Regions from separate parts of the Mus musculus genome. Here regions 2 and 3 are each linked to region 1. Evidence: chromatin contacts called from public HiChIP or PLAC-seq and promoter capture Hi-C data. All regions are on one chromosome and are shown on one strand. The core of a region is the stretch at or near the end of the contact, and the rest is flanking DNA. Distances in the headings are between cores, read along the strand shown. Region 1 holds the start of Nktr (natural killer tumor recognition sequence). Region 2 holds the start of Tcaim (T cell activation inhibitor, mitochondrial). Region 3 holds the start of Eif1b (eukaryotic translation initiation factor 1B).

Evidence for each region. Promoter capture Hi-C pulls out the DNA fragments that hold promoters and counts their contacts. HiChIP or PLAC-seq counts read pairs in DNA pulled down with a chosen protein or histone mark.
Region 2: a contact with region 1 is called in an H3K27ac HiChIP or PLAC-seq map of embryonic stem cells, with 4 times the contacts expected there. The contact joins the promoter of Tcaim here to the promoter of Nktr in region 1. A contact is called at or near these places in 3 of 39 promoter capture datasets (embryonic stem cells and liver) and 1 of 115 datasets of contacts at active chromatin or transcription factors (embryonic stem cells).
Region 3: a promoter capture Hi-C map of erythroid cells shows a contact between it and region 1, with 6 times the contacts expected there. The contact joins the promoter of Eif1b here to the promoter of Nktr in region 1. A contact is called at or near these places in 6 of 39 promoter capture datasets (cranial neural crest, embryonic stem cells, erythroid cells and 3 more) and 2 of 115 datasets of contacts at active chromatin or transcription factors (astrocytes and embryonic stem cells).

Annotation. Positions count from the first base shown.
Region 1 is chr9:121,717,339-121,721,160 of GRCm38.p6, reverse strand. Nktr (natural killer tumor recognition sequence) reads right to left here and starts at 1,980. Exons shown (of 17, transcript NM_010918.2): 1 at 1,866-1,980; 2 at 1,616-1,702. The coding sequence starts at 1,673.
Region 2 is chr9:122,803,279-122,807,338 of GRCm38.p6, reverse strand. It overlaps Tcaim (T cell activation inhibitor, mitochondrial), which reads right to left and starts at 1,792. Exons shown (of 11, transcript NM_001013405.2): 1 at 1,651-1,792.
Region 3 is chr9:120,491,131-120,495,150 of GRCm38.p6, reverse strand. Eif1b (eukaryotic translation initiation factor 1B) reads right to left here and starts at 2,545. Exons shown (of 4, transcript NM_026892.3): 1 at 2,310-2,545; 2 at 881-1,044; 3 at 515-616; 4 at 1-238. The coding sequence starts at 2,340. The coding sequence ends at 194. D830035M03Rik (RIKEN cDNA D830035M03 gene) reads left to right here and starts at 2,570. Exons shown (of 2, transcript NR_166642.1): 1 at 2,570-3,045.

The sequences.
Region 1 (3,822 bases), core at 731-3,230:
AGGTTGTCCCCCTTTTAAATCTGCATTTGCAGTCATCCAACAGTTTTATAATTCAAAAGAAAATCTGTTTTGTATTTGTACTCATGGTAACTGAAAGTACATACTTAATCCTTAACAGTACATCTTGATTTCTGCATCACCTCTGCTTATCAAAGTAAATCTAAATCAGATACTTTTATTTGTGACGCTGGAAATTGAACTTGGAGCCAACAATACAACAGGCAAGCACTCTTCCCAGACAAGCACTCTCCCACTGCTTCTGGCTGATTCTTAAAAATAAGTGGGGCAATAGTGGTGGACACCTTTTATCCCAGCACTCGGTTCTCTTTGAGTTCTACGACAGCCTGGTCTACACAGAAAAACCCTGTCTTGAAATACAAAAACAAAACAAAATTTAAAAGGTTAAAAATAGAAGACGCCTGAAAAAAAAAAGACATTAAACGAAGATGTATAGCCATGTTAAGTACATTCTTTTCAAGACTGACATCCATCTGTGGTGTTGGGGATCAAAGTCAGGTCCTTGGTTATTCGAGGAAAATACTTCCCAGTTATATTCCTATTACTTTCTGAGTATGTTAATACATTAGTTTTGCAAAAAAAAAAAAAAAATCCGTGAAAAATCTCCAGAGTAAGTTTGGTAAATGCTAAATAAACTGCAGCTACAGTCAGGGTCGAAATGTTAGATGAGAAAAACAGAACGTTTAAGATCGCTCCAATCCTTTGTTCAGAACCGTCACCGTCTTCCTTTTATCCTAGAGCCTGAGTTTTCCTTATTCTGTTCCCTCTACTCCAGCCAGACCGGGACCTTCGCTTTCCCTCAAGAAACACAAGCGCTGTCTCAGAACCCAAGCTAACCGTTGGCTGCCACTACCAAGCACAGTTCTCAAAGGCGTCCCTCCACAGGTTCGGCTTCGCACCTACTCAAATGTCATCTTCTCAAGATGGCCTTTCTCGCTCACCGCCTGACTAAAACAGCACTACTGGAGGGAATGCGGTTTTTACCCCTTCACTTCCTGCCTCTTTCCCCCAGGACGTCAACATAAAAGAAGCAGCAGCCCTGCTTTAGTCACTGCTGCCCTTCCAGAGCCCAGGACAAGCAGCTCTCCTGCGAGTCCACTGCGACCTAAGACGTGGCGCACACCACACACCTCCAGTTAAGATCCCTGTCGGTTGAGAACCGCGCATCCGTACACATGTTCCTGCTCGATACACACGCGACCTTTACATGTGTGCGCACCGATGTGTGCAGCAGCCACCTCTCTGCACACAGAGACGTCGACGCCTCGGGATTAATGAATGGCTGCACACTGGACTTCCAAAAAAAAAAAAAAAAAAACCAAACATCGCGGCCGCAGCCTAGGAGCAATCCCGGGGCTACAGAACCCGCACAAGCCCTTCAGTCTCTCCTCTCCAGCCACGTCTCCCGGAGCCAGTACATTCTCGGGAAGGCTCCCGAGGGACAGCGGAGGGCAGCTGGCCGGCTCGTGACCGCGGCGGCTCCGCAGCTCTGGCCGGCCGAGCCCGCCCCGCCCCGCCCCCGCCCGGCTCCGGCTCCGGCTCCGCCGCGTCCACTTCCACCCCGACCCGGGCCCACAGAGGGGCCCGCCCCGCTCACCCGGTTCCCGGTTGATCTCGATGTCGAAGTGACACTGCGGCCGGTCCTGGGCGCCCATCGCGAGCGCAGCAGCGGGACGGCGGCGAGCTGCGGACAGGGAGGAGGGCGCTGAGGGCAGGCGGGCGGCCGGGCGGGGCGGGGCCCGGCCCGCCTGACAGGGACGCGGCCGACGAGAGGCCGCCCCACCCTGCCCACCCGCCCGCCCGCCCACCCCAGCCGCGGCTACCCGCGCTCCCGTCGAGCTTCTCACCTGGCCGCACAGCTCCGGAGAACGCCCTGCCGGCGCCGCCGGAGCCTAACGTCACCAACGGAACGCCACCTCTTCCCCGTGAGGGCCAGCCGGCGAGCGCCACGCCAGAGCTCGCGAGGCCGGACGCAAGCGTCGCGAGAGTTCGTCTCGCCGCCGAGCGGGGTGTGGGGTCGGAGTAGGCGGTCCGCGCCAGGGCTCTCGTGCCCCGCCCCTCAGGATCCCCTGTCCAATCCCGAGTGCGCAGACGTGTGCGAGCTGTCAACCACGGCTCACTCATGCAGCACCGCGAGATTTCTGATTGCGTGGCCAGTGGATGAACGCAGGGTGAATCCCAGGCTTCCGGCCGACGTGGCGGGTGACCTGTTCTCTCTCGTGGTTGATGCGGTCACGCTGTTTGTCTCGCGTTAAAAGAATCGAGGACCAGATGGAGCCAGATGTGCCTCCCTTGCCCGCCAGGGTGAGACGAGGCTGGCCGCCGGCTCGAGGCCAGCCTGGGTCACTTGAGGCTTTCTCAGAAATACAACGAAAGGAAACAAAAATCAAGGCAACAACAAAACCCCGAAGCAAAACACAAACCGTAGCGTTTACACCTGCGCACCAGCGCTTGGTGGGTAAAGGCAGGAGATTCAGAAGTTCAAGGTCAGCCTGAGATACCTGAGACCTGTGAAGAAACCAAACCAGTTGACAGGAGCGATGGTCTAGCAGTTAAGATGGTCTAGAGGCCGCTTTTGCATTGGACCTGGTTCAAAGCCCAGCTCAATAACCGCATGGTGGCTTACAACCATCTCGTTTCAGGGTTTCCATCGCGCTCCCCTGACCTCCGTGGACACCAAGCATGCACATGGTGCCCAGACATACATGCAGGCAAAACAGAAAGTAAAACCTTACAAAAGGAAAGTCTGTGAGCAATAATACACAGCCTTTAATCCCAGCGGCTCGAGAGGCAGAGGTAGGTGGCTCTCAGTCTGAGGTCAGTCAGTTCTACATATTGTCTTCCTGGCCAGTCAGGGCTAGGTAGATCCTGTCTCAAAACAAAAGGTACACAATAAGAATGTGCTGTTGGGGCTGGCGAGATGGCTCAGTGGTTAAGAGCGCCGACTGCTCTTCTGAAGGTCCCGAGTTCAAATCCCAGCAACCACATGGTGGCTCACAACCATCCATAATGAAATCTGATGCCCTCTTCTGGAGTGTCTGAAGACAGCTACAGTGTACTTACATATAATAAATAAATCTTTTTTAAAAAATGTGCTGTTGTAGAAAATTTTAATCACAATCAGTGTTGAGGTTGGGTCTGTTACATAAAGCAAAATTCCATATCCAAAAACCTAAACCTACGAGTGACTTACCGTCTTTCCAAGCTTTTGTACCTTGTTCCTTAATTTAAAACTGTTGGTTAAATAAAATTGGCTACAGCCAATTACTGGAGGGATTCGAGGTAGGTGGATTTTGAGTTACCTGGGTGGGAAGAGTAAGGAGAAAAGAGAGACCAAGTGTAGAAGGAGGAATGGGAGAGAGGAAGCCCCCATGGGGGGAGGCAAAGGATGAGCACACAGCCAGAAAAAACAGTCCATATCTGGGGTACACCCAAGGGAGGTAGCCAGGACAGCAGTTAGAAGAGTACATTAGGAGTTACCCTCCACTCATTTATTTATAAGCCGGGATAAGCTTAAATCGGTTCTACTATGTTGTCTCTGTGTTTGGAGAGATGGCTCAGCTGTTGAGTCCTCACTTACGATGGGTATAGTGGCACGCACCTTTAATCACAGCACCCAGCACTTAGTAGGCAAAGACAGGTTGCTCTTTGTGACTCAAAGGCCAGTCTGTCTACACAGAGAGTTCCAGGAAAGACCACAAAGAGAGACTCTATAGTGAGAATTTTGGTTTCTTAGAAAACCCAGTTATAATTGTGTGAATGTCTTTATTTAACCCCAGGTGTGGGATAAGAGACTACTCCACA
Region 2 (4,060 bases), core at 543-3,042, 1.1 Mb before region 1:
TTCACACTAACTTCACTTTAGTTATGGTTTCCCTTTGTAACTATCTTGGAATTTTTCTTTAGAAAAAAAAATTCTTCTCTCAAGTAATGATAAAACCATACCTAACTACCTTTCTTTTCTTTTCCTTTCTGTTTGTTTGTTTGTTTGTTTGTTTTTGGAGACAGGATATCACTTTGTAGACTTGGCTGGCATCCAACTCAGAGAGATCTACCTGCTTCTGCCTCTGGAGTACTGGGATTAAAAGCATGCACCCTCTCACCCAGAGACCAGGATTTAAAAAAAAAAAAATGCTTTTAGGCTTTCTACTTAGAGTAGGGAACCAAGTAAACAACCAGAGCAAAACCAGGAGACAGTATTAGACATATCAATGATAACAAGTTCCATTTGTTTGTTTTTGGAGACAAAGTTTCTCTGTGTAACACCCCTAGCTGTCCTGGACCTCATTCTGTAGACCATGCTGGCCTTGAACTCACAGAGATCCAACTGTCTCTGCCTCCTGTTGCCTCCCATTGCTGGGATTAATGACACTCCACCATCGCCTGGCTAGATAACAAATTCTTTAGCTTTCCTTTTGTATCTTGCTGGAGAGTTAAATCATAACTACAAACTCTACAGTTTCAAGAAGGATTCAGGCACTTCTGGCCCAGCCTGACCTAATATATACAGGCACTGGTGCTACTCCAAGGTCCAATTACACCCACTGAACCCTAAGATCTGGCACAAGAGAAAAAATTACGACAAAAACTCTTCGGACCTGCTGTTGCCCCCTCAAACCATTTTCATCTTATAGGTTAGTGTAGGGCATGTCTTCTGGGCCTTTCCATTATGAGGGATCAGGTTTTTCAGAGAGTACCCACTCTAGCACTGCAATTTCCCTGAGCTTAAAACTCCTTCATCAACACTAAGCCAAGGGATGGCAGGCATCTCCAGTTCCTTTTCAGTAGGCCATCTGTAGACAAATCTAACCAACCAACCAGCCAACCAAACTTTGACACCTTTTTAAAACTATATGAACTCCACATTAAATCTGGAATCTCCAATCGGTGGTCTCAAACTGATAAAATTCAGCCTGATCCTGTTTCCTTTTACCATTATCCTACAATCTTAAACCCATTCGCACACACACATTCCACAGATGTCTTGAATGAATTAGCACACTCCTTAAGCTCTTTAGTGGTGAAGTGCACTTGAGTAATCTACGCCTCAGACTCCCCTCTGAGAGTCTACTTAGCCATAAGTTTGATTACAGGTCTAGAGGTGAATGGACAGGTCCGCAACTTGGGGTGCAGCTCCTCCCAGGGCCCCACCAGCCTCAAGGCTCTCCCAGCAGCAGCCTAAACCCAGCTCCCATCTGACAGCCTCGCCTACGCCTCAGCACGCACAGGCCAAGGCCTGTGTGGCAAGTGTGGAGTCCCTGGGCAACTTTCGCTCTGCAGGGAGCTCCTGACAGGTCTGGCCCACTGTCTCAGAGGCCTGGGTTCGTGCTTGGACGCCCCGACACTTGGAGCCGGCAGGCCGCACGAACCATGCTCATTGGCTAAGGCGGACCGACCTTCCTCCTAGAACGCCTGCGCAAGGCCGGCAAGCGGCTCCCAGCCAGGACGTCGGCTCTCAGCGGCCTCCCACCCCGCTTCAAAGCGGTGTCCTTACCCCGCTATCTGCGGGTTTCCGAAGGCAGCTTCGGGAGACACAAGCCGGTTCTTCCGGCCGACTAGGTCTGAGGGAGAAAGATGATTGGCAGGCAGGTGGGAGGACGATAAGCAAAGGTAAAGGAGTAGCGGGAGGCAGGGGCGGGGCCAAAGCGCGCACGCGCAGCCCCTGGTGGGGAGGGGGGAAGGGGCGGAGCTATGCAAGGCGCTCTGGTGACGCAGTTCTTGCTGAGCAGCCGTTGGTAGTCTTGGTAGGCTTCCCAGATGCAGCTGAGTGTGAAAGATCCGGTTCCTCTGGCTTACATTTCCCACTTGACTTTTCCTCAATCTAATCTATTTGAGATAGTTTAATTATTTGGGACAGTGGCTCACACTGTAACCCACGCTGGCCTTGAACTTGCGGCAATTCTCCTGCTTCAGCCTCCTACGTGCTTTGATTACAGGCATGACACATCGCGACTCCTTACTAGGCTGTTTTTAAACGTTCAGTGTACTCAGCATGGGCTTTTTACTGCTTTATTGGACGTCTGTAACTGATCTCCAGACCTGCAAATGATGGAATATAAACTGCTTTTCGCTTTGCTACCTCTTGGCTTGGTCAACCAGCAAGAAGCCATCCCACCCCTTCTCTCAGATCTTCATTCTCCTGAAGACGACCTTGCGGCCCACATCGTGTCCTTTGTCTGCAGGAGCATAGTTTACAATTGCCCACCTGTCTCTGAGGCAGTGTGTGCGCCACATGTCACGCAAGCTTAAGAGTGCTGGGACTCAATTTTCCTGCCCTTGTGAGACTGTAGATTTAAGGACACTGCCTCTACCCATTTTGAGAACTCCTTTAAATACTTGTCCCATTTATTACCCTATTTAGGGCTTTTCCCCTCTAGACGACTTGAATTTGTGGCGTACAGTACTATTTAGAGTGAGGACTATGTTAAAGAGAATAGGCTACAGATACTGAAGGTGGTTTCTGAAGGAGTTTTTGTTTTTTGTTTTGAGACGGGATTTCTCCGTGTAGTCCTGTAGACAAGGCTGGCCTTGAAGAGAGATCTGCTGGCCTCTGCCTCCTGAGTGCTGGGATCAAAGGCATGGGCCACCACCACCTGACAACTTCTGAAGTTTTAACTTCTTAGTGTTTTGGGACAATCCTTGTTAGATATTTATATTTTGGCACATTTGTTTAAAATATTTTCATTAGCAATGTCCTTAGTCACATATTATCATAAAGCATACAGTACTGTGCTGCCAGGTCGACCAACAGATGAAAGTGTTTGCTATCAGACCCTCCAGCCTGACCACTGTGGTTTGATTACCGTAACTAGATGGAGGTGGAAGGAAAGAACAGATTCCAAAAACGCTGTCCTGCAAAAATCCACATGGATGTGTGCTCCTCCCACAACGTACACGTAATAGTCATATGAGACCCACTGAAAGGGAGCTGTTAGGAGGGTAACTTAGACATTTGGTGGGGTGCCCTGGATCTTTGTGTTTTCAGTCTGTGCTGCTGCTTTATGTTAACTTCACACATGCTAGAGTCCTTAGAGAAGAGGGAGCCGCGATGGAGAAAACACCTCTGGAGATCACACTGCAGGAAAGCATTTTCTTAGTGACTGATGTAAGAGGTCCCAGCCCACTGTGAGTGGTGCCATCCATGGGCTGGTGGTCCTGGGTTCTAGAAAACAACCCTGAGATTCCACCTCGCAACAGTCTGAATGGCTAAGATCAAAAATTCAGGTGACAGCAGATGCTGGGGAGGATGTGGAGAAAGAGGAACACTCCTCCACTGCTGGTGGGATTGCAAGCTGGTAGAACCACTCTAGAAATCAGTTTGGCTGTTCCTCAGAAAACTGGACATAGTACTACTGGAGGACCCAGCTATACCACTCCTGGGTATATACCTAGAAGATGCTCCAGCATGTAATAAGGATACATGCTCCACTATGTTCATAGCAGCCTTATTTATAATAGCCAGAAGCTGGAAAGAACCTAGATGTCCCTCAACAGAGGAATGGATACATTTGGTACATTTACATAATGGAATACTACTCAGCTATCAAAAACAATGAATTCATAAAATTCTTAGGCAAATTGATGGAACTAGAAAATATCCTGAGTGAGGTAACCCAATCACAAAAGAACACACATGATATACACTCACTGCTAAGTGGATATTAGCTCAGAAACTTAGAATACCAAGATACATTTTGCAAAACACATGAAACTCAAGGAAGACCAAAGTATGGATACTTCTGTCCTTCTTAGAAGGGGGAACAAAATACCCGTGGGAGGAGATACAGAGACAGAGTGTGGAGCAGAGACTAAAGGAATGACCATCCAGAGACTGCCCCACCTGGGGATCCATCCCACATACAACCACCAAACCCAGACAATATTGTGGATGCCAACAAATGCTT
Region 3 (4,020 bases), core at 1,296-3,795, 1.2 Mb after region 1:
CTCACCGCGATTTCCTTATGACTCAGGAGCCTACATACCCCGTGTTTTCTGTAGCCATGCAGGTGTGAGTGGAAGTCTGAATGATTAAATAAACGCAAAGTCTGTCGTTTACTGTAAAGAATCATCTCCCGAGGCAGCCAAACTGAGTTAGAGAACAAAACCATTTAAGAAACTCGCCACGCTTGGGTTCATCTTAGAACCCGTGAACCTTCAGCTGCTCCTCCTTGACGATGCCAACCTGTGAAGTAAAACCGTGCTCAGCAGAATCCACCAGCAGTCAGCAGTGACAGCGCCCACCACCCCAGCTGACAATCCCACACCTGCCCTAACCCTAACCCTGGTTCCTATGCCACTCCCCAGGCCACTCAGCAGCAGCGTGAGCTGTACGTGAGCCTTGCCGTTTCCGGTCAGCACGGATACTATTCTACTCCACTACTTCCGTCCCGTGCTTTTTACTAAGTAGGAAAGGATTCCCGCCTCTTTCAAGGTCACACGGGGTGCATCCGCCACTCACCTCCAGAAGAAACTGGCAGATGTTCTTCCTTTGGTCCCCTTGAAGCTGAATAACCTCTCCGTACTCAGGGTGTTCAATCACAGTTCCATTGCAGGCAAATTTCTACAACACATCAAGTTAAATGCAGAGGGTTAACTCTGACAGAACAAACACAGCTGCGCCAGCCGGCTTGACTGCACCAAGGAGCAGTGTCCTCCAGAACTAAGCGACTCTGTAAATGAATCTGGAGGCCACATGAGGGAAATATTAGGGGAACAGTAACAACTCATCGGCTCACATTCCTCAGAGAGGGGTAACCGACTCAGATGGAGAACAAAGCAGCTCTCCTGGCCCGAGCTCTGGCATGCACCCACTCCTCACGGTCACCTTTTTGAAAGCTTTCACAAGTTTCTTTTTGTCATAATCGTCCGCAATGCCCTGCACAGTGGTCAGCGTCTTCCTGCCGTTGCGCTGCTGGATCCTTATATGAATGTAGTCCTCAGTCCCTGCCGGGAGTAAGTCGTCGCCCTTAGTTGCATCAGCAAAGGGGTCTGTAGAGGAGCAGAAAAGTAGAAAACAAATTACAAAGTAGTATGTAGAAGCGTGCTCCACTCCATATCCAGACAGACCTCGGTGAGGCCTCCAGCACTCCTGCTCCATTTCTGCAGGCGAGGGTGGGGCTCACTGATAATAAGTTTTTCAAAGGAGAAAAACCTAAGCAGGCTCTGTATGCCGATATCTGAGCTTAAAAGTAGAGACCACCACTGTGGAAGCCACCAGCAAATGAGACAGAAAACATTTACGAAACCCTAATTTCATACAGCCTTCATACAGCCGCCACAAGAACATGCGTCACCGCCACTATTTTTCGACTACAACATTCAAAAACACCCACCCCAATTAGTTAACATAGTAACTGAGCCTTATAAAACACATATAAACATATACATGCAACCTCACGAGGTGTAATTTACAAAATGATTGCAAGCAGAGACAACAGGGCCACTTCCAAGTCAAATCAGAGGCCTCTCTCCTAAGTGTTTCAAACAGACGCCTCTGGGGGCTGCTTAAAACCAGCTGGGTCCAGCCCCACCCCAGCTCCGGTCAGTGACAGGTCTCTCTGGCACCCCCCCCCCCTCCAGTCCTGGCCGACTGAGTCGCAGATCCTCTAAGCCCTTAACTTCCCTTCCCTCCCAGCAAGGACTGAGCAAGGCCACCCCCCGCCCCCCATGCCCCAACACACACACACACACACACACACACACACACACACACACACACACTTGTGAGTCGTCTGAGAGTCACAGGTCTCGCAGTCACCCTAAAGCTGTCAGGTTCTCCAGCTTCTGGGCCCCACCCCTCCAGTCTCCTTGCAAAGCCCTGGCCAGCCCCGAGGCCACAAGAGAGATAACACCAGAGACTCCCAGCGTCTTGTCACTGTCAGGTTCCCTGCAAGCCCCTAGTCCTAGTCTCTGCAGCCCTGGCAAGTACTGTAGCTCCCTTACGGGTCTCTGAAGCCCCCGGCCTTTCTGTCAGTCCCCCCAGCCTCTGGCGGGTCCCCCTGCAGCCCTGGCGTGTCCCCCGACCGTCCTGTGAGTCCCCGAGACCCTTGTCTTCCTGCCAGTGTCAAGTTCCCCAAGCGCCTGCCGGTCGGGCCCTCGCCTCTACGGAGTCGCAGGCCCACTTAAGGCCGTGTCCGAGGCCCGGAGAGGGGCATCCCCCGGGCTAGGGTCGCGGGGAGCCCCCCGTCGCCATCTTCTGGGCGCCGAGACAAAGCCCAGAGGGACGCGGGCGGCGGCCGGCCACTGGCCCTTACCGAAAGATTGGAGGTTCTGGATAGTGGACATGCGACACTAGTGTGAGGCCGGTGAGAGGATAGAATTCCCGCGGGGCCCGCCCGGATCACCGTGTCAGGAGGCTGCAGCGGCGAGAAACGGAAATCAATGAAGCGGCGGAAGCCCGGGGCGCAGGAAGACGCGGAGGCGGCGGTGGGGCGCGAGCAGGGAGGCGGCGCTGCGGCTTCTCGCACAAAATGGCCGGCGCCGCGTATTTAGCCCCGCGCGCCGCCGCCACGTGACCGTCCGCACGCACCGCGCGTCCGCCCCGGAGCGCCGAGCCGGGGGCCAGCGAGGAGCGGGCGGGAGCCCACTGCGGGCAGCCGCGGTCCGTCCCGCCCGAGGCGCCGGGCGGAGGCGCTTCCGGGTGCAACGGCGAGAAACGTGCCCCCGGGGGTCTGGACTTGCAACCAGCGGGGACCGCGCTCTGCGCCTCCGCCGCCCTCCCCAGCCCCCAGGGTTCCCGAGACCCCTGAGTTCCTTGCAGAACCCTTGTGGGTGCCACCTGGGAATTCTCCCTTCCTCCAAGCCCCGGGATTCCGATGCTGCAGTCTCTACTAAGCTTAACCTGTTTGTCTCAGGTGTCACGACCTAGCCTCTAGCAGAGTCAGGTGTGCGTGGAGAGAACGCGCTACCATCCCGCCCGAGCTCTCCTCTGCGGAGCCTCCTAAGGTCGGATGCAAGTCCCGTGCAGGATGGGTGTCTGGTGGTTGCTAGGTGAGTGTGAGCGAGCAGATGAAGTAACTGTAAAGAGTAACCGTGCACAACCATCAGTGGACAGTGGAGAACCGTCTTAACCTATGTAAACCACCTATGCAGGTGGTTGGCTTTCTAGACCAAAGCAGTAGACTAAAAATTTGGAATTCTTAACCTTTTTGTAGGTCAAACCTGTTGCCTTCGTGTTGAAATAGTATTGGAGGCCTGATGCAAGACATTAGAAGCCATAGATAGCATACATACTATGTTTCTGTCTAGCAATCCATTCAACAAGATGTAGCAGTAGGTCCAATCGCTACTACAATTTCCTTTTTAAAAAGATTTTATTTTTATGTGGTTGGGTGTATGTACCATAGAGGCCAGAAGAGGGTGTCATATCCCCTGGAACTGGAATAACAGCTGGTTATGAGACCATGGGAACAGAACCCAGGTCTTGTGTAAGAGCAGCAACTCCTGGGAAGTCTCTCGAAGTCCATTACTGTAGTTTAAAAAAGGAAATGAATATCTGGAGTGTAGTGCTCATGTTTCAGTGACTTCTATTGTACAAAGTGGCCGCTCCTAATGTTTCTATGCATGGCCTGTTGCTTTAGGGTTGTAAAAATGAATACACTTGTATGCCCCTACATCCACCAGTCAGGTTTCAGGCACACTACTTACTCAGTTTTATTCTTATACCATGGTTTGAAAAACTCTAGCTTACGAATATTTGAATTAATAGTCTTGAGCATCTTCCACCTTCATGTAGGTCCTGGAGCAGGAACTCAGGTTGTCAGGCCATCAGCAAGCCTGAGCCACCTCACCAGTCCTTGAGAAGTTTTTAATAAATTATATAAATTTTCTGCCTGAAATATTAACACTATTTTCTAAGTAACTTAAAGAAGTCTACAAAGTAGTATAAGAAGCACAGACTACACAAAACATACGGTATAAATTACCACTCTACTACATGGTATGTTTCCCCCCTTTTCTTACTAG